Linked DNA regions of Oryzias latipes: region 1 is linked to region 2. A link is a contact called in public Hi-C data. All regions are on one chromosome and are shown on one strand. Each heading gives the region's core, a stretch centred on a gene start, on an enhancer-like site or on the middle of the called end of the contact. The rest is flanking DNA. Distances are from core to core; before and after follow the strand shown.

Region 1 (3,830 bases), core at 1,014-3,513, 290 kb before region 2:
ACTATTGCATTTCTAACACTTTTCAAGTTTTCAAAATAAGTAGGGTCCCGAATTCAACTGTCGACCCTGCTACTCTAATAAAAGTCCCTCTAAAAATGCCCCTTGACTATTGTTGTGGTCACATCATCATCTGGATGTATCTATATCTAAAAGAACATGTGCCCCGCGTGAACAAAAAAGGACCAAAGTTTTTCCACAATCTTAGGTTAAGAACAAATGATAAAGACTGTTTCCTCTCGTAAACCTTTAACTATTTCCCCTTCACTGAACACCTGCTTGTTCCTATTTTTACTGCCTTCTGTATTCTTTCTTTAATACTAAGGTCTGAAACCACAAGGAAACCGTAGATCCTTACCACAAGGTTACAACACTGCTTTCTTTCGTCAGTCCATTCAACAGATGGTATCATGTCCTTGTTTTATCAGATATGTGTGTGTGTCAGTGTATGTCTGGACAGTATATGGGGTGTGTGTCTACCCTCTAAGACGTTTCGAAAGCTGTTGTTGGCAAATCGGTCCATGGACCCAGTCTCATACTCTGGAAGACTGATGGTGAACTCTACGTCAGCGGTCGTAGGGATCCGTGGCACGCGGTTTGGATCATGGTTGCCGGGGTTACGCAACAGTGGACCTTCTGCAGTAGCGTTACACAAAGCCTCTTGGTTGTTGTACTCTTCTTGCTGGGTGCAGATTACCTAGAGGTATAAAAACAAAAATACACCAATTTTAATCATGTGTTTGGCCCACAAAAGCTTTAGTGTTGGTTATCTTCGATCATTTTTGCGTAAAATAACATTTAGTTTATTGTGAAGATCAAAACGAAGATCTCATCAGTTGTAAAAACACATGTTAAAATGCTTTTAAAGACTTTAAATTTAATGCTTTTTAAGACTTTCTGTTTTTGTTTTATTTGAAAATGTTTTGTTGTAGTTTTATAAAGCTGTTTTTTTTTTAAGCAAACCCTCTAGTTTTCTGGGGATTTTTGGGTTAAATTAAAAACATCTGAAGTGTGAAACAGAAAAAAACACAGGTTTTAGTACTTTTTTCTATTACATGCTGAAAGTTAAATTTTTAAACGGTTTTATGAATGGCTCAGAAAAGCCTAATAAAATCAGAGGCAAAGCTGTTTTCTTACCTTCCATGAGGAGAAGACAGAAGCAGGGCTGATAAGGTTTGGATTAAGGGCGTTACGTCCACCCATCAGATTATCAGTGCAGACTTCACAGGACTGGGCATCCCTCCAGTCCCAGTACGGGATGGTAAAGTTAAAATCTCCTGCGATTTTGCGTATCTCCTGCTCCCAGTGAAGCAGGTAGACTCTGTGCCAGGGGAGAAATGCAGCAGACTCGTGGGCAAAATCGATATCTCTCCAAACATTCCCAGGCCCTCCCAAGAAGGTGTCTCTGGACACGTAGTAGTGTATCCAGACAAATAGGTCGTAGGTGTTGATGTCAGAGAACATGGGGCTCTCACCGTTCTCTCCCATCTCTGCTCTTGTGCCTGTGGTGATGACGTAGTCTGGGTTGATGGTGTTTTTGGCCAGGTTTAGATAAGAGATGAACTTTTGCTGCTCAGTAGTTGACATGCTCATGATGTTCCTGCGCACTGACTCTCTGTACTCAGCACAGTTGGAGCCCCAGTAACCGAATCTGCATTCCCCACAGTTAAACCCTCCATAGTTTCCTGCACAACGACACGTCCGGTTGAAGAAAGCTAAAGGCCAGCGCTCCCTGTCATCGATCCCGCTGTGAGGGTACTGCGGCCCGTTGGGCTCGTCTGAAACCGAGACGTCTGCACAGAACCCGCGACCAGACAGGGCCCCACAGGGTGAGCCATCTCCACTCCACACTGGACAGCACTCCTTGGTTCGCAGTCCCTCTGAATTGGCACAGGGGCGAGGAAACTGGCTCCAACAAGTCTCAAAGAACTGCAGCAGAACGGCAGACAAAAAAAGACTCTTCATGATGAAAAGATTCACCCACATCTGTCCAGACCTCAGAAGGAGGAAAAGTCCTGCAGGAAAAACAACCTGCTGACCACTCTGGTGAGATAGGGCTGAAGGTTTGAAGAAGTGACAGCAGCTCAGACTTGTAGATCTGATGCTAAAAAGTTACTTTTAGAGATGCAAAAGCACAATACTTTGCCTTAAACTGCAATTAATGCAGAAGATACCCTTTAAAGTACACAGACAATGAAAAATCCCCAAATCTCTTGGTGTTTCTATATTTCAAAGTTACTTCTACTCTAACCTCCCATCTAACCAGCTCCCAGTCCTCCCTCCACCTCCTCTCTCGTAGAACCCAGCCTGCAGTCTCGGGTTCTCTCCCTACCCTTTGAGCCCCTTTGGGGGCTGTCCTCTGAAAACGTGTTAGATCTCATGCACTCAGCAACACACACAACCACACATTAATATGAGCATCACATGCTCAGGATAATACTCTTGGTTTCTTTGCTACTTTGTCTTTAGACTAGCTGACCTCTGCTCCACGGTACCTCGGGCAGAAATGGGTGTTTCTGTGGTTGTGTATCTACCATGCTTTTCCCCTCCAATCTCCACCCCCCCACCCCCCATCTGCAGTCAAGCCAGGAATTTACGCATGACCAAGTGTTCAGTAGTTACTGAATGAAGCAGACTGAGAGAGAGCCATGAGTAGAGGATAAAGAGGTCCACAACTGATAAAACTTTCTGTTTTAATCAGATTTGGGCTTTTGAAATGATGCCCCCTCTCACCTCATCATCATTTATTGCCTGAACTGAATGAGAATTTGCTACGACCAGATTATGTTCAGTAATCCATCATTTAGTGGCAGATAAATTATGTGATGGGTGGCGCAGTGCAGAACAAAATTAAATTTTAATTTAATTTTTATTGGAAAAAAATTAGCAGGATTATTTACTATGTGAAACCCACTTTCCACGAGATCAGTTGCAGTAGTGAACTGTACTTTTTGTGAATTGGCATTTTAATGTCACTGTGCCTCATTGAGGGAGTGTTTAATTTGTGGTGCTGAGTTAATATGCATTAATAGACAGAACAGTTGTTTGGAAGCAGCTTAAAAATGAACAATGATGGTCTTTGTTAAAGTGGAAATACTCAATGACAGAATGACATCATTAACCATTTCCGTTTTTTTGTGAAAAGCTTCCAGTTTCCAAAAAGCACCCTCAATAGACATCAAGCAAAGTTATCATTAAACACCCACTACGAGGAAAATTGGGTTTTTGCTGTTTTTAACCTGTTTTTGATGCCTTTTTCTCATGATGGACATCCATCCACCTCTTTTCTTAACCCGCTATATTCCTTTTGGGCTCAAGGGGTTGCTGGAGCCTATCCCAGCTACTGTTGGGCGAAGGTGGGGTCCACCCTGAACAGGTCCCCTGTCTGTCGCAGGGCCACACACTCACACACACGTATTGACATTCATATCCAGGGACAATCTAGAGTCACCGGTTATCCTTTGAAGCATGTTTTGGGACCATGGTAGAAAACCAGAGTGCTGGGATGTGAACCATGGCCTTTTAGCAGTGTCCGTATAAGGAAGCAGTGGTGAGGGATTTTGCCTCATTTTGCAATAGAATGAGGTAGGGAATTTTCTATGGGTGACGTCACACCTCGATTTGTCCATTGTTTTTACAGTGTATGGGACCAACCAGCGCAGGAAAGTGGCATGTATGCTAAACGTTATGTTAAGTGACACAGAGCATCGTTTCAGAGGGAAATTTTAACCTCTTACCTCTTGTATTTGTCCAGATGATGAAGGAAAAGTTTGTTTCAAAGAGAAAAAGTTCACAAGTCGTTTCCTAGATCGCTTTATTAAAGAAATATCCAC
Region 2 (3,828 bases), core at 866-3,365:
TATTTACGTTGCATTTTGAATAAAAACTATACTAATGGGTGTCATCCTACGTCATTGTAAACAACTGATATGATTGGGAAACACCCCGCTGAGTTTAGAGACTATTGAGGGTTAAGAAACTTGTTTTAGGAATGAAAACAATATTTACGAGGTCTCTCTGAACACTCATTCATGTATTTAAAGGGTACCCTCTATTTTTTAGGAGTAAGTGGACTCAAACTAAGGAGGGAAAAAAAGAGCCCCACACCAAAAAGCTTCAGTCAGTGGACTGGCATAAGAAAAAAAGCAACACGTTTCCTCGCTTAGTGAAACTGGCACAATTCAACCCACAATACAACTCAGTGAAACGAGTATGTATTTCATAACCTTACTCTACGGTGTAAAAAAGTTGTTTTTGTTTGCATAAAATTTGCATTCTACTTCATTGGACTGAAACTGTGTTGCACAATTACAATAAGGAAGCTCTTCCTCACTTCCTCACACAACTACCAGATTCAACTGATCTGTTTACATTTCAACAGCAACATAAACAACCTCTGTTGCTGGGTGCTACGCCCCTATCAATTAGACCATCACTCTAAACCGGGAGATGAATAACTTCTCATCTAATTATTGTCATATTTTTGCCTTTAAAGTCACGGTTGGTTATCTCGCCCTCCTCCCTGTTCTCCACGTTAAACTATGTTTGGTCATATTCTGGCTTTAACCACCATCAGTGTCTAGGCTCCGAGGTTTATATATATGGTTTATCCCAAGCAAGCAAGATGTCATCGGCACAGAACCAAACCACCAGAGACAATGGACTTATTTTATGCACATCTTTCTGTATTCCAAATGATTATAATAATATTAATAATAATAATCTTTACTCACATTCCTAAGATTTTTCCTAATAAAAGTTGTATTTATCTTAAAAATGAAAAAAAAAGTATTGCATCTGCAAAGCCCGATTTTTTTTTTTAGGATTTCATTTTGCATTCCAATGTACATGTTTCTGTTTTTCAAAATGATCCGAGATAAGCCAGGGAACTCCCACAGGAGGTAACGTAAATTACTGACAAAATCACCCCAGGCTGAGCCCTTTCCAGTTACCTCATGATAAACAATAAACCCTGAAACCAGTTAATCAGTTCAACCGCCACGAGTTTCATTAGTGATACTACGCTGTGTCAATCAAGATTAGTGCACCAAAAAAAAGGGTTTAGTATGGGAAAGACACTTTTAAACAATACAAACTTAAATACTTTCATATTTTTAATTCTGCAAGACTAAACTAAAATGTTAACCTTAAAATGAAAGAATTAAAATAGCTCTTTCTATTTCCTGTCTGAATGACTAAACACACAAAACTAGGTCACTTGGTCAAAAGAGGTTCTGTACATAAGGCTTCAGACACTTAATTCACACAACGATCAGATTAAACTGATCTGTTTACATTTCAGATGCAGCATAAACAACCTCTGTAGTAAAAAGGTAAAAAGGTGTCGGTGAATCCACTACTCTGATGAGAAACCTAGATCTGTGGTCTGCACAGCAAGCTGACAGTAATCCTTTAGATCCTGATCTAGTTTACAGGCAAGTCAAGGTTTCTGTCTGACATCAACATGAAGCCATGGTCTTTACTGTAAAACATGACTCATTTGGTTCTGGTAAAACTTCTCAAAGTGAGAGAAAACCAAAAGAAAAGAAGCTCTTACCATGATCTGCCTTGTCTGCTATCTTGCTAGAGAGAGAATGAACCTGCCTTGCTTCCTCTTAATGATACACTTTGGGGGCGGAGTCTTCCAGAAAGTGTTTCCTTATTTTCTTTCTCAATCATTTTCACTTACCAAACTACAAAACCTAATACCTTCAGGCTTTCTGAACAATCATGTTTTAGTTAGAGTAACACAAATATGTTTTCTTTTTTTTCTTCTTCCATTTTGTAGATGAGCGTATTAAGTGAGGCTTCCACAGAAGCATGTGGTTGTTTGGAATAAATGTGTGGGTGTATGAGTTCATCCATGTGACTAGTTCTTCTTCCTATTTTGATGTCACTCAACGTCAGCTCACACGCTGTGTTGGGGTTTCTCTGGAATGTGTCACTATAATGTTGACCACTGCAAAAAAAAAAAAAAATCTGCTGCTCAATGGCATTTTTATTTCCTATCTTGTGTTTGTTTTGGAATGTTTTAACACAACTGGGAAAATAAATATCAAGGAAAGGGAGAAGTATAATTTGGAAGGCAGCCATTCAGTGAGAAAGGGTTTCTGCTGTCTGACAGAAGCAAACGTCATGCGTTGATCTGTTTAGTTATCGATGTTTGCAACAAAAAAGAAGGTGAACGATCCTGCAAAGAAAGAGTAATGGTGAAAATAATTATGCTAGTAAAGCATGCAGGCAGTAACTTTCCTGTATTTTGGTTTTTATTTTGCCTCATTTTTCATGATGCACTTATCAAAAATGTTGCTTTAACCTGTAGACTCATTTTTGTTGTTGTCTGAGAACATGCCCATGCAAGCAAGCTTCCACAATCAAAACTGGACCTGTTTCGATTGACTTGTTTGTCTGCCCCCCCCCCCCCCCCTCCACACCCACACACACCCACACAAAGCAGACACACACACACATACTGTCCCTTTGCATACCTTCCTTTCAATCTACTGGTGAGTAAACTGCACTTGGCTGCTTCACCACACCTGTTTCTTATCAAATACTTCCCATCACTGCAAGAATTCTGGATTTCCTGGAGTCTTTTGCCACATTCTTGCTCTGTTTGTTCCAGAGTGAGCTAAGCCATGCGTGTTATGGTCTGTGATCATCTTTGTTGTCTCTCGGAGTGCTCAGTTTTGTTTATGCAATTCACTTATTTTTTCTGCTGGTCGTATGTACTCACACTTTTTTTAATGTTTTCTTTTGGTTTTCTTTTTAAATTCTCCCAGTTGGTTCCACAGGCACCCTTCATTTAAATATTCCTCTGATATTTTTAATTCCTCTTGAACTTGACATTGTTTTTCAAATAAATGCATTTTATAAACACTTAAATACAGTAGGAACTAAATATCATTATTTTCAGGAACTATCACTAAATACCACTTGTGACGCTGTGTGAGACTAAAGGTCACTACTGTTGACCTTTTCCTAATACTTATTTCCTCTAAGGGAAATTACATTTTAAATGATGGGAAATCTGTCAACATGGGAGTTCTTTGCATTTGTGTTCCTTGAACTTATCTTTACTATCATTTCAAGAAAGAATAAAAGGTATTTTTAACTAGAAAACTGGGATTTAGGAAATGATTGTCTTCTGAACTGCATTGTCTCACATTTACGTCTCATTTTTTTCTCCTTGGTGTCTTTTTAACCCTGAAAAAGGCAATCTGTCTAAAAAGCATGTGCAGCTTAAACACTTTAGACATGGATTTTAACAGCAAAACTTCTGTCACAGAAACGGTCACAGAAATTATTGCAAGTTCGTCGTATCAAGACCTACAAAAATTCCAACGTATTTTCTAAGCTTTAGAAAAACTCTTATGTCACAATTTAAGATACTTCCATTTTTTTTCTCGGCGATGTCAAAATATCTGTTTTTCCATCTATGTTATAGTTCACGTCAAAATAACATGAGAATTTTAGGAATTATTAAAGATTGTTTTGAGACAGTGGTTGCCGCTCACCCTGTTAAAACACACTGTATTTCCTTCAATAGCTAATATCTAAATAGTCCCAATTCAGGATTCAGTCAATAAAGTAAAAGGTTCTCCGTCACATGATAAAAAGTATATGATATGATTTGTTTTCATTGTTTATAACGTGCGCATCTGTGCAAAAGGACAAAACAAAAAAAA

Evidence for each region. Hi-C and Micro-C count contacts between places; a contact is called where the count stands out from the background.
Region 1: a Hi-C map of embryo shows a contact between it and region 2, with 2.9 times the contacts expected there. The contact joins the promoter of tyr here to the promoter of LOC101164241 in region 2. A contact is called at or near these places in 4 of 5 Hi-C or Micro-C datasets (embryo, fibroblasts and gastrula embryo).

The regions. Positions count from the first base shown.
Region 1 is chr13:21,693,478-21,697,307 of ASM223467v1, reverse strand. tyr (tyrosinase) reads right to left here and starts at 2,263. Exons shown (of 6, transcript NM_001104802.1): 1 at 1,135-2,263; 2 at 478-694. The coding sequence starts at 1,962.
Region 2 is chr13:21,398,993-21,402,820 of ASM223467v1, reverse strand. LOC101164241 reads right to left here and starts at 2,115. Exons shown (of 8, transcript XM_004075804.4): 1 at 1,698-2,115. The coding sequence starts at 1,700.